4 separate regions of the Mus musculus genome follow, and regions 1, 3 and 4 are each linked to region 2. A link is a contact called in public HiChIP or PLAC-seq and promoter capture Hi-C data. All regions are on one chromosome and are shown on one strand. The core of a region is the stretch at or near the end of the contact, and the rest is flanking DNA. Distances in the headings are between cores, read along the strand shown. Region 1 has its middle 14 kb from the start of Gm50597. Region 2 holds the start of Rab2a (RAB2A, member RAS oncogene family). Region 3 has its middle 39 kb from the start of Gm50597. Region 4 overlaps Gm50597 (a long non-coding RNA gene).

Evidence for each region. Promoter capture Hi-C pulls out the DNA fragments that hold promoters and counts their contacts. HiChIP or PLAC-seq counts read pairs in DNA pulled down with a chosen protein or histone mark.
Region 1: a contact with region 2 is called in a promoter capture Hi-C map of hippocampal neurons, with 5 times the contacts expected there. The contact joins the enhancer-like site here to the promoter of Rab2a in region 2. A contact is called at or near these places in 19 of 39 promoter capture datasets (the 3T3-L1 cell line, 3T3-L1-derived adipocytes, the C10 cell line and 13 more), 4 of 484 Hi-C or Micro-C datasets (LSK cells, adipose-derived mesenchymal stem cells, bone marrow-derived macrophages and 1 more), 18 of 115 datasets of contacts at active chromatin or transcription factors (the 230-238 cell line, the SCID.adh cell line, acute myeloid leukemia and 14 more) and 3 of 9 other capture datasets (adipose tissue, liver and macrophages).
Region 3: an HNF4G HiChIP or PLAC-seq map of pancreatic cancer cells shows a contact between it and region 2. The contact joins the enhancer-like site here to the promoter of Rab2a in region 2. A contact is called at or near these places in 18 of 39 promoter capture datasets (the 3T3-L1 cell line, 3T3-L1-derived adipocytes, the C10 cell line and 12 more), 3 of 484 Hi-C or Micro-C datasets (LSK cells, adipose-derived mesenchymal stem cells and cerebral cortex), 10 of 115 datasets of contacts at active chromatin or transcription factors (acute myeloid leukemia, bone marrow-derived macrophages, cardiomyocytes and 6 more) and 3 of 9 other capture datasets (adipose tissue, liver and macrophages).
Region 4: an H3K4me3 HiChIP or PLAC-seq map of bone marrow-derived macrophages shows a contact between it and region 2, with 8 times the contacts expected there. The contact joins the enhancer-like site here to the promoter of Rab2a in region 2. A contact is called at or near these places in 22 of 39 promoter capture datasets (the 3T3-L1 cell line, the C10 cell line, the HPC-7 cell line and 14 more), 1 of 15 datasets of contacts at CTCF or cohesin (large pre-B cells), 1 of 484 Hi-C or Micro-C datasets (rod photoreceptor), 6 of 115 datasets of contacts at active chromatin or transcription factors (acute myeloid leukemia, bone marrow-derived macrophages, embryonic basal ganglia and 2 more) and 2 of 9 other capture datasets (adipose tissue and liver).

What each region holds. Positions count from the first base shown.
Region 1 is chr4:9,106,129-9,108,828 of GRCm38.p6, forward strand. No RefSeq gene overlaps it. Among named protein-coding and RNA genes, the nearest start is that of Gm50597, 14 kb to the right of the region's middle. Within about 2 kb of position 1,418, at least 33 of the 459 cell types and tissues checked have an H3K27ac peak or open chromatin away from gene starts, as enhancers often do. A contact at or near this core is called in the SCID.adh cell line, acute myeloid leukemia, cerebral cortex and 1 more, where this site is marked.
Region 2 is chr4:8,534,201-8,536,900 of GRCm38.p6, forward strand. It overlaps Rab2a (RAB2A, member RAS oncogene family), which reads left to right and starts at 1,444. Exons shown (of 8, transcript NM_021518.3): 1 at 1,444-1,708. The coding sequence starts at 1,663.
Region 3 is chr4:9,080,940-9,083,789 of GRCm38.p6, forward strand. No RefSeq gene overlaps it. Among named protein-coding and RNA genes, the nearest start is that of Gm50597, 39 kb to the right of the region's middle. Within about 2 kb of position 1,287, at least 72 of the 459 cell types and tissues checked have an H3K27ac peak or open chromatin away from gene starts, as enhancers often do. A contact at or near this core is called in cerebral cortex, heart atrium, liver and 1 more, where this site is marked.
Region 4 is chr4:9,134,592-9,137,343 of GRCm38.p6, forward strand. It overlaps Gm50597 (a long non-coding RNA gene), which reads left to right. Exons shown (of 2, transcript XR_001784233.1): 2 at 1,119-1,582. Gm34288 (a long non-coding RNA gene) reads right to left here. Exons shown (of 4, transcript XR_881105.2): 2 at 873-933. Among named protein-coding and RNA genes, the nearest start is that of Gm34288, 6.7 kb to the right of the region's middle. Within about 2 kb of position 1,385, at least 96 of the 459 cell types and tissues checked have an H3K27ac peak or open chromatin away from gene starts, as enhancers often do. A contact at or near this core is called in the HPC-7 cell line, bone marrow-derived macrophages, embryonic basal ganglia and 1 more, where this site is marked.

The sequences.
Region 1 (2,700 bases), core at 168-2,667, 570 kb after region 2:
TTTTTTCTTTAATAGTTGCTGTTGCTCTGTGTATATTCGTAAATATATAATAAATACCTTTAATCCCGGTGCTTGGGAGGCAGAGGCACACAGATTTCTGTAAGTTTAAGACAAGCCTGCTCTAAATAGAAAGTTTCAAGTCAGCCAAGGGTTATGCAGTGCCACCCTGCTTCAAACAAAACAAAAATGACAAGAAGAACCAAGATAAAAATTCAAGACAAACAAAGAAAAACAAAACAAAGATTTAGCTTATTTTTTTAAGAAAGAGAGTGAGGAAGAGAGAGAGAGAGCACATGTGTGTGTGTGTGTCTGTCTGTCTGTCTGCACCCAACTGAATATGCCCTTGGAGGTCAGAAGATGGGGTTCGATCCCCTGGAGCTGGAGTTAGAGTTACAAGTGGTTGGGAGCTTCTGTGAATGGAATCTGGGTCCTTTGTAAGAGCAGTATGTGTTCTTGACCACGGAGTAAGCTCTCTAGGCCCACTCTATTTACTTTTGAATACATTTTCTTAATATTAAAAATAACCATTTTCATGTAGAATGTCCCAAAGAGGAGGGGTGGAGGGAGAGGGGGAGGGAGTGGGGAGAGAGAGATCTTCAAACTCCAAACACTTTGGGATCAGCAACTACAGGACGACAGGATAGGCCAAAGCACAAAGGGCAGCTGTGGTGTATGACCCACAGCAACCTAAACGCAATTATTTCTCCACTTTGAGTTTTACTTCCTTGCACCTGGGGTCTAGGATGCTTTCCTGATCCTGTTGCAGTTCCTGCAGGTGAGCTGGCCTTGGCTTGCTGAGCCAGTGTTAGATGCTGGCACCATTTGTCCTGTCTCTCCTCGCTTCTTACGCCCCTCCCTTCAGCAGTTGAGCAGATGAGTGCTCTAGCGGGAGCATTGAGGGCTCTTGGTTAGGGTTTGTCTTGTTGAACTATATTCAAACATGAAGTCAATACCAGGACTGACAAACAGTAAGACTGGGGCATAAATACTCGCTGAAAAAATAACATAATCCCAACAACGTGTAGGCACCACCATGGGGGCGCGCGGGGGGGGGGTGGGGTGGCTAGTGCTTGAATAGCCAGGAGAAAGATCTCTGATAAAACCGAAAAGGTGGGAAAGAGAACAAAATATTTAGAAAGGGCTTAACTTCAGAAGGTAGAGGTGTGGTTTGGAAGGCACAAAAGGCCGTACCGGAGGAGGATTGGACACCTGGACAAAGAGCTCTGCGCTCAGGCCTGTGCATTAGACCAGGAAGCAGGTGCCAGAACCTGAGTAGGCGTCGGAGGGTGGCAGCTCTGAGCTCCAGGCAGGATGACAAGCAGCTCGGGTGCAGATGGCTTGGACGGAAACCCACAGGGACAGCTGGGTTCCGTTCGTCTCTATTCTTCAGAGACTCGGCCGTGGAAGTTTACTTGGCTAGGCCTCCAGGTACTGTGGAGCTCGGAGATAAGCATCAACGCCTCTCTGCTCTCTGGGCCTCTCCATTACACTGAGAAGAAAAGACAGGCTTTGGGGTTTGGAAGCCCGTTGCTGAGCAGAAGGCCAGGTTCCCAGGGCTCATTGGAAGGAACGGGTGACAAGCTGGCTTGTGATTGCACGGTTACCTGTGATAACACGCCAGGCAGGAAGGCTCAGGCCACAACTGACACTCATTTCAGAGAAAGGGACCTCGGATGTCCCCTGAAATCAGGGGGAGTATCTTCTCTTAGAAATTGTCCTGCTGGGCTTTGGGCACTACTGCTAACTCTGTTATTTCCATAAAGCAGTGCAGATACAAATGAAGGCAATTCAGAACTCAAGTTACAGACTAGCAAGTTACAGTCTGAAGATTAGACAGGATTGTTGTCAGGGAGCTTTTTTTCCCCCCCTTCCAAACCAAATTAAATTTTATCATTTGGTTCTTAGTCTAGGAAGACTCAGGTGCTTTGGGCTGCTTATACAAAATATCCTTGCTGAGTAATTGGCGAACGTCAGAAATCATTGCTCGTAAAATCGGAAGTCTCGGAAGTCCTGCATCAAGACACTGGAGGTATCTGTGTCTGATGACGGCTCACCGCTCAGAGACTGAGTGTTTTTCTCCTGGTGGAAGTGATGGCATCTTTCCACCCTCTTTTGGAAGGACACTAGCCATGCTCTTGGTGGTTGCCCCTACTTGATCTCACATTCTAAAGGCCCTGCCCCAATGTCATTACCTTGGGGCCTAGTTTCAACACGTGAGTTTGGAGGCACACAAACAAAGTGTAGCAAAGTCCAAACCAGAGAGGGTGGGGCATTTTCTTTGAAGACAAGTCTACCCTTTGTTTGCAATCCCCATTTTTCCAATGATGTGACTTGGTGCCAAAATTCTAGCAGGGGACTCAAGCAGGAGTGTTCCGTGAACATCTTTGTAGCATCTTCCCATTCTCCGGAGTTTAACGCCTTAGCTTGTCCTTTGCGTTGAGCCTCGTTGTGAAGCAGCGATTTTTACGTTCTTTTGCCTTACATGCTGGAATCTAAGTCATTCGTTGAGTAGGCATTGAGGGTCTAAAGGAAGCACTCTTTCAGGCATTTGGGATTTATCAGGCAACAATACAGAATAAGTTCCTCTGCCCAATATTTAGTACAATGAAATTTGCAATGTTAGCTGATAAATAGACTCCAACTAAGTTTCTCCTTTCCTATGAAAGTGATGGTGTCTGACTCAAACTTTTCTGAGCCATG
Region 2 (2,700 bases), core at 194-2,693:
TCCTTCGGGAGCTGAGATAGTAAAGACCACACTCTGAGAGTAAGGACCCGAGTTTCTGAACAGACACCCAGAAAAGATGACTTGAGTGAAGTCCCTTAGGCAAAACAGCCTCAAGCCTGAAGCACCCGGGGAAGGTCCCAAAGACCAGTGAACCCCATTTTTTTCAGTTGCTTTTCACATCAAGTTCCTGAGCCTTTAGCAAACCACCTCCCTAGTAATGAAGAAAAACCTAGTGAGGTCCTGCTTGTCAGTTGTGCAAATGAAGTAGCAACCAACTTCAGTCATCCTAGCATGGTACCATCAACTATAATCACAGAATGGTTGATTCCCAAGGGAAGGGATGACAGTCAGCAGGAGGCTGGCCACGAAAGCCACAAAAGCCCACTCATTCCTCCTCCAGCAACAGAAGAGAGATGGAAGCATTAAATCAGCTTCCTTACACAACTCTTAAATTTCCTGAACAGATCCACGAACATCATTCTGCTATATTCTCTCTGTTTCTCTGTCTCTCTCACTTTGTGTGTGTGTTTCTCCTTCTATTGTGGTTTCCAGAGAATGAACTCAAGACAGGCTTGCATGGCAAGTGCTTTTATCTGTACATTTTGGGGACACACTTTTTTTTAGATAGGGTCTCATGCTTGACCCCTCAGTGTTGTAAAGAATGACCCAGAATTCCTGATCCTCCTGCCTCTATCTCCCAAGTGCTGAGATTATAAATGCATGGCTTACTTGTAGTAACCTTTGTCCTTTTGATAGTCACTTTCTTGTAAGTGGGCTCTCTAGAAAACTGTTTCAGATAGTAAACTAACTCTGTCCTCCACCTTCTTTAAAATCTGGGCTTTTAAAGAACTGGGTTTGCCTCTAGTTGGCAGCACTGGCAATATATACAGAATATATTCAAAGGCAAAAGTACCTTCAAACTGCATGCACACACATATGTTTTTTACTAATTCCATCATGTCATACCAGGTATTTCCTTTCATGTTGCTTCTGTATTTATTTCAGTTTTTCGTACAATACATACACAAAACATGATTAAGCCATATATTGTACACATTACACCTATACACAACATTGCACTTAGAATCCTGGTCTGATAAACAGCATGCAAATGTATATTTACTTCAATATTTATACAGTTGGGTTTTTTTTTACATCTTTTTAAGAGCGACATAACAGCATTATAGGGACATACCACGATTACACACACACACACACACACACACACACACACACACACACACACACACACACAGAGAGAGAGAGAGGGCGGCGACTGAACCTAGCAGGCTCCGTTTCCTCGCGACTCCCCGAGCCCCGGCCTGGTAGGCGGGGCTCCGGGGTAGGCGGGACTCCGACCGGAGGGCGCGGCCGCGGCTCCTCCCCTCTCCTCCGGCGGCGCAGGCGGCGGCAGCACTTCCGGGTCGGCGCGGAGGCGGGGCGGAGGCGCCGCGGCTGTTATTGTTCCGAAGGGCTGGGCCGCTGTGCTCCGCGCTCGGCGCTGTCAGTTCGTCCCGCTGCCCCTCGGCCTTTGCTGCTGGCTCTGACGGCGACCGACGGCGGGCGGGGCCCGGGTTCGCGGCCGAGCGGCGCCGGTGAGGGCGCGGAGGAGGCGCACAGCGGGAGGAGGAGCCGTGAGCCTGGCACGGAGCGGCCGCGGCCATGGCGTACGCCTATCTCTTCAAGTACATCATCATCGGCGACACAGGTGAGGCCGGCGGCGGGCCGGGGGCGACCGGGGCGGGCAGGCGGGGCAAACGGCGGCGGCGGCGCCGAGCGGCGCGGGTCGGGGGCGCAGCGCCTCCCTTCCTCCCATCCTCCCTCGGTCCCCTGGCCGCCGCTCCATTTCCGCAGTGCTGGCGCTGGTGACGTGGGCGCTGCGAGCGGCCGCGGCCTGCCTGGGCCTTCCTTCCCTGCTCCGCCCGGGCCCGCTGCAGCCAGGCCCGCGGCAGCCGTTTGCCACTTCCCGGAGAGTGTGACAGCAGCACGGCCGTCCCCGGGGGGCCCCCGCCTCGACTGTCTCCGCGGCCCGGGGAGAGAGAGGGAAGTCGAACGAATTGGAGCGTGACGGGCCCCGGTCCAGATTTTTCTCCCTGGTCCCACCTCCCCGACCTGCACGCTTCCGTCTAGGCCCTGGCAAGGCGCACCCTGAAGTGGGACAGCCTTTTGGGGAGGAAAAAAAAAAATTAAAAAAGGAAAAGAAAAAAACCTAAATTTTTTTGGAAATATCCTCAATCTCCAAGTCCGAATAAGTGAGATCACATGACTCGATGGCAGGGCAATTCTTCTCGGGATCATTAAAGCACCATTGAGCTCTGGCGACTTTTGCCACGTGTATGCTGGCATTATTTGACTTGATAGTAATGCAAGGCAGGTCAGTGGGCTGGGTGTGAGCATACTGTGGGTATGCTGACTTACTACTGATTTTTTTTTCTTTTTTTTCGGTTTTGTCAAGTCCAGGATCACAACTGTTAATTTTCAGGTGACCTCGTGTACATTTGTAGCAAAAAAAAAAAGGAAAAAAAAGTTCCCACTTAAAAATAGCATCCTCATAAGTTTCTGAAGCAAATAAGCAAGCTGTTCATGAAATACTTTGAATACCTGCGATTTGGGCCATATTTCGAATCTAATAATAAACGTAAAGCTTATTTAGGTGTTAAAACTATTAATACACTAGAGTCTGATTTCAGTGGTGAGTGT
Region 3 (2,850 bases), core at 37-2,536, 550 kb after region 2:
GATACCCACAAGAAAGGGCCAAGACCACAACATGTGTTAGCCGATGCCCAGTGTCTTGCAATCTCTCTCTCCGGCTGTGCCTCCATTTCCTGGCCATCTAACATATCAGCGTGTGCTTTTCTGCCACGCTGTCAGGATCAAAAGTCAGCAGAGATGATTCAGGCTCCTTGTCTATTACGAAATAATTGTCTTATCTGCATGATAATACACACATATATTTCAGCTAAATTATCTACATTCTAAGGACTCATTCATGCTCTGGAGAAGGTGATGGATACGCCAGATGCTTACACGTGGTGAGATGGCGAAGAGAGGTGGAGCGGGGCACCTTGCCAACTGTTTGGGTGGCTATTTGTCAGGAGAACGAGTCACGCCTGCAGCCCCGGCTGTCCCATTCCTGATACTGCTTTTAATACGTTTCATTGGAAAGAGGCCAAGGGCCCTACACCAAAACTTCAGTCCGTTTCTCCCCCTATTGACAGTGGTCTATTCCTACCCTGCCTTTCTCTCTCTACAGGCGACCTGTGTCTCCCTAGGTGTGATAATATGCTTTGTTTCAAAGCTAGGACACTACGCTATTTTATATTCTTCATCTTATTCTTGAAGTGTTCACCCAAAATGTATTATGGAGTCTGGGGAAGCCTTCACCTACAGACAAGGTGATCTACTTTGCTTGCAATCTGTATCAATAAACTACTCCTGAGTTCTCATCAGCTCAATGCTTGGCTGGAGGCTTTACCCATGCATCATGTTCGAGGAGAGAGGACATGCTCTGTTGTTGACTGGACCACAGAACTCAGGGTTAGTGTGAGCAGAGCCAAGGCCACACTGGAGCCATCTGCTAGGACCTGAGGGAGGGAGTTCAGTGGGCCGGCTGCTCTGCAAGCCTGTAATGTGAGAACTCTTCCGTTGCCATGCAGTGGGCAGGATGGCGCCCTAACTCCTTGGGCAGCTTTTGTGTTCTTATGATGGACTGAGCTGACCTTACCTCTCCCGCTGTCCTATTGTCTTAAGAAGGTGGCTGGGGAAGCCTCAGGGAGGGCTGATCTAAAGTAAGCAGAAACCCGGGGCGGCTTCTCCAAGACAGTCTCCAAGGCGATCTCCAGGGCTGGCTGGCTGGTGGATCTGGCGGTAGCAACCAGGGGCACGTGAAGACTTAGATGAAAGGCAGCTGTGTTGTGCCGGCAGTGGGAATTGGGAGCTGTATTTGTTCTGCATTCTGCAGTGTGCTGGGCTAAGCTGTCTCTATGACCTTGACAGTTAGGGCAGAACTAACTGTCTGGCTCTGTGACATGGGAAGGGCTTAGTCGGTACCTCTATTTGCTAAATTGGGGCCAATGTGGTTGAGGACACTTGGTTATTTCGAGTGTTTGTTTATCTGCCAAGTTTGGTGATCAATGCAGGGCAGGAGGCCAGGTGTGGTCACATGTCAGCACTGTGATCAGGAAGTGTGGAAATTTCTAGTTTCCACTTTCATCTATTTTTACGACCATCTTTATTGGGTTTTCTAAGAGTCTGGAACATGCAAACTGTGTGAATCAGAGGGAAACTTTATAACGTTTAATTCATCATCCTGAAACTGGGCAAATTTTTTCTCTAATCACACATGGAGCAAGTGTGGAGGGCACTTTGAACCCAGTGATTCCCTCCCTTGCCTTGGGTGCTAAGGAAATAGTGCGAATGAACAGTGTCTAGTCTGGAGGCCCTTTCTGTGTGTTTTTGAGCTTTCCCTGTTCTCAACTTGGTGTGTTGTTCCCGAGTATTTTTTAAAGAGTTCAAAGCATTTGGGGATTGCATAAATGCATTTTAAAATAAAATGCCAATTGAGAAGCAAAATCTCACCTTAGGGTATAAAGTGAGGAGGTGGCGCTCTAAGGTATGGTTGCGGGGAAAGTTTGTTTATTGAAGATGTGAGAGAGAGCACAGCCAGAGGCACTGGAAGAGAGTCCAGAGCAAGGAGAGAAAGCGGGGTCCAAACACGCCCAGTAGGCTGAAACAGGGCATTAGAGGAGAGAGGGGGGCGGGGAGAGAGGAGGGCCAAGGGAGTGGATGGGTGAAATGGCTGGGCGCTATAAGAACCAGAGGCTGGGGGAAGGGAAGTTGGAGAAATTTAGGGTAGGGGGCGGGGTCAGAGAGCTGAGAAGAGTCACCACCAGTACTCAGTGAACCTGGAGGCCAGCGTGCACTTTGGTATGATGATAGTCACCGCACTGGTGTATGATGTCGCTATGTTAACACGAAGTCTGAAAAATCAGCTTAGTAACAGGATTAGATTCACTTTGAGAATCTTCCGGCCGGCGCTCGTGAAGAGGAAGATAAGGAGAAAGATGTGTCTAAGACTGAAAGCCGTGCCACACTCCAACTTAGTATTTCTCTGAAATAAGCTCTTGGGGAAAAACTCAAACCATCTGGGTTAGATTATCGAATGTAAGCATAGGATGGAAAGTGGTCTTTGGGACAGTGGAATGAATGCTTCTGGAATTTATAATCTCACTGTCCCCATGTCTTTACCGATGAAATAAAAGAACCCCCCTCTGCTTTGACTATTTATGTTTTCCTCAGTTGGGGAAGGGCACTCAGATGAGGTTGGAGGGACATGTGAGAGGTGGCATGAAACGAACTCCATGTGATTTTTTTTTCCTTTTATTTTCATATCTCAGTTCCCTGGCCGTTCCCTTCAGTTCTCGAGGTGTTGACAGCTGGAAATAACGCTGGACTGCAATCCACTTTTCGGAAGTTATTGATATTTCCTAACTGAGGTCCAGGGCTGTGACTCGGTCTAGGTGAAAATGTGCCAAGGTCTTGAGTCTCCTGTGCCTCATCCAGGTTTATTACCGTTTCGGTAACACA
Region 4 (2,752 bases), core at 135-2,634, 600 kb after region 2:
CTGAATAGCCGGGTTTAGTTGAACGTATAAGGCTTTCTTCAATGTCATAATAAGAACAGCCTGTTAGTTCACTTGTTCAACGCAGATCTCTTTGCCATAATGTGGAGGATGGGCCTGAGAAAGCCAGGACTGAAGGCTGGGATGCCTGGCAGCTACCAGATGTGGCTATGATTGGACATGGAATGGAGAGGGAGGGTTGCTGAGACCTTCCCCCAGGCCAGCTCCAGTGGAGGCAGAGAGAAGATAGTATACCCTTTAATCATGAAGGGCACATTCTAAGACCCTCAGAGGAAGCCTGAAACTATTCATCCTACTGATACATATATCCTTAGGTATATTTAATATATTTCTACATATACACACCTAGGTCAAAATTTAACTTATAAATTAGTAAGTTAAATCTATAAATTAACCTACAACAAGGTTCAGGAAAAGGTTAACGAGAGCAGTAAGACAGAAAATTACAACAAACGTTAATAGTCATTTTCTCTTGTTTTCTAAATGTCTTTCTGAAAGTGTAGATCTTAACAATGTTACTAGACGTTTTGTTCTTTTCTTATTAAGCTTATTATTATAGCACCTTCCCATTTATCAAAAGCACTTTCCAACTTGTCTTTGGCACGCCTAAATTCCTAGCATTGCCTGTCTTGCTCGAAGGGGTTGTTGTACAAGTAAATTTGGTTTACTGAGCACAAACTTTGTGATACCTCAATAAGCGAGCTGAGGGTCACGTGAGTAACGGGAAGGTAGCCTATATAGTGTGGATACAGAGAACAAAGGTTCGATTCTCATTCCAGATAGGAAGGGACTGGATACTGTGAAGTGTCATTGCCCCACTTAGAATAGCATTCAATACAAAACGTACAACTTACTTATGTATGGAACTTTCCACGTAACATTTTCAGAACGTGGGTGAGGACAGATAATTGAAACCTGGAAAAGAAAGACTGCTGGAGTGATGTGGGTTGGGCTAGCTGAGTAGAGGGATTGGGTTCCCATTGTGAGGATTTTATGGGGCTTGTGGCTGGTGGCATACGTTTGTATTTTATCCTCAGATCCGACCTGTCCACCCTATGCACTGTCGCTCTTTTCAACTTGACCTCATTTGACCTTGTCAGGCATCTTCAACATCCATCAGTCCTTCAGGGAGGAAAGCCTTTGGACACATGGCTTCTCGCCATTATTGGTGTGCAGACAACTTGAAAATTGGCAGAGGAATCCATGCTGGCGAAAGAGCAGTTGAAAGACCCTCAGAAGAGGTCGGGATGCCCTTGGAGGAGGTAGAAAACTTCATGTGTTCCACGCTTCTCACAGCCCCGCTGGGCTCCTGTGGCTTCTCAGTGTCTCATTTCCAGGCTATGCCGGTGCTCCACTCGCCAGCAGAGGGCAGCATTGAGACATCAACGAAGGCGGACTTGGGCGCGCGACCGCCGGGAAGCAGAGCCTCAGGATGGCTGCTTGTCGGAAGCTTTAACCTTTTAAGCAATTCTCCGGGGAGCCCTTCCTGTCATGTGTGGGCTGCCCTAAAATGAGCAGGTGATAGAAATGAAATATTAAACAATTCTGTTCTGCAAAATGAAAATGAGTTGTCATTTAGCATTTTTATCAGTCGATGACACATTCTTCCAGCTTCAGAAGGATTTTGTGAAAATGCAGGAGACAGTGAACTCATTTACCACCAAATCCTCAAGAATCACACGTGGGGGCGCCGTCATCAGGGGCAGGGGTGCAGGGCAGGCCAAGGCTGAGCCTTCAGGGCCGAGGGGCTGGGATCTGGGACCTGTGACGCAGGCCAAGGATGCAATTGTCCTGGATAGCAATACCGAGGAAGCAGGCACATCTCCAGCAAGGCTGTGTGTGGCCAGGCAGAAGGCAAGTCAGCTCACAGAATAATGAAAGGAGCTGAAGGTGGTGAAGTGAGGGCTGCGGGCAAGCTCGCTGGTCGCAGGAATCTCTTTCATACTGCTTTCAGAAGCACCAGCAGTGATGCCGAGCAGGGTTTTGTTTTTGTTTTTGTTTTTGTTTTTGTTTTTGTTTTTGTTTTTGTTTTGTGATTTTCACCTAGTGGCTTTGGTGGCAGCGAAGTCCACTCTGAGCTCAGGCTGTCAAAAGGGCGCTTTGCAGGAACCTGAGAGGGTCTCCAAGCAGAGCTGCAGGGAAGGGTGGGCCCCAGCCTTCCCCGGAAGCTCTTCAGCAGATTAAATCATGGCGTCTTTGGTAGAGGATTCCTGGCTGCCACACAAACAGCCCCTGCTTCCCCGTTTCCAGTGCGATTTATTTCTCTACAGACGGTATTGATTCTTTCCTCTATCCGATCGCTCCTGGGCCTGTGTAAATGAAAGCCCTCTTGTGTAATAGTCATGCCTATAGCTGGGCGATTTGGGCAGGCAGCTGCGTGTTACATGACCCTGTGAGAAGCGATGCATTTTGCTGGATAGATACAGTCGAAGCAAATGTTTGCAACTCATCTAGCAGCCCAACCTGTATTTACGAAATATTCACCCTGTTTTTTTTTTCCCCCTTTGAGTCAAAACAGCTCAAGAATATTTCTGTTATAATATTCATATGAAGGGGCTAGTGGCAGAATGAGATCATTATCTGTTGAGCCAGGTGCTGCCCTCTGTGTTACTGAGGGAAACAATCCAGACTTGTGCTCGGTTTGAGTTCATTTGAACTCATCCAGATGGGACTAACAATAATACCTGTTCCAGGTGGGTACAGATGCATCTGACATAAAATGGACCCAAAGCAT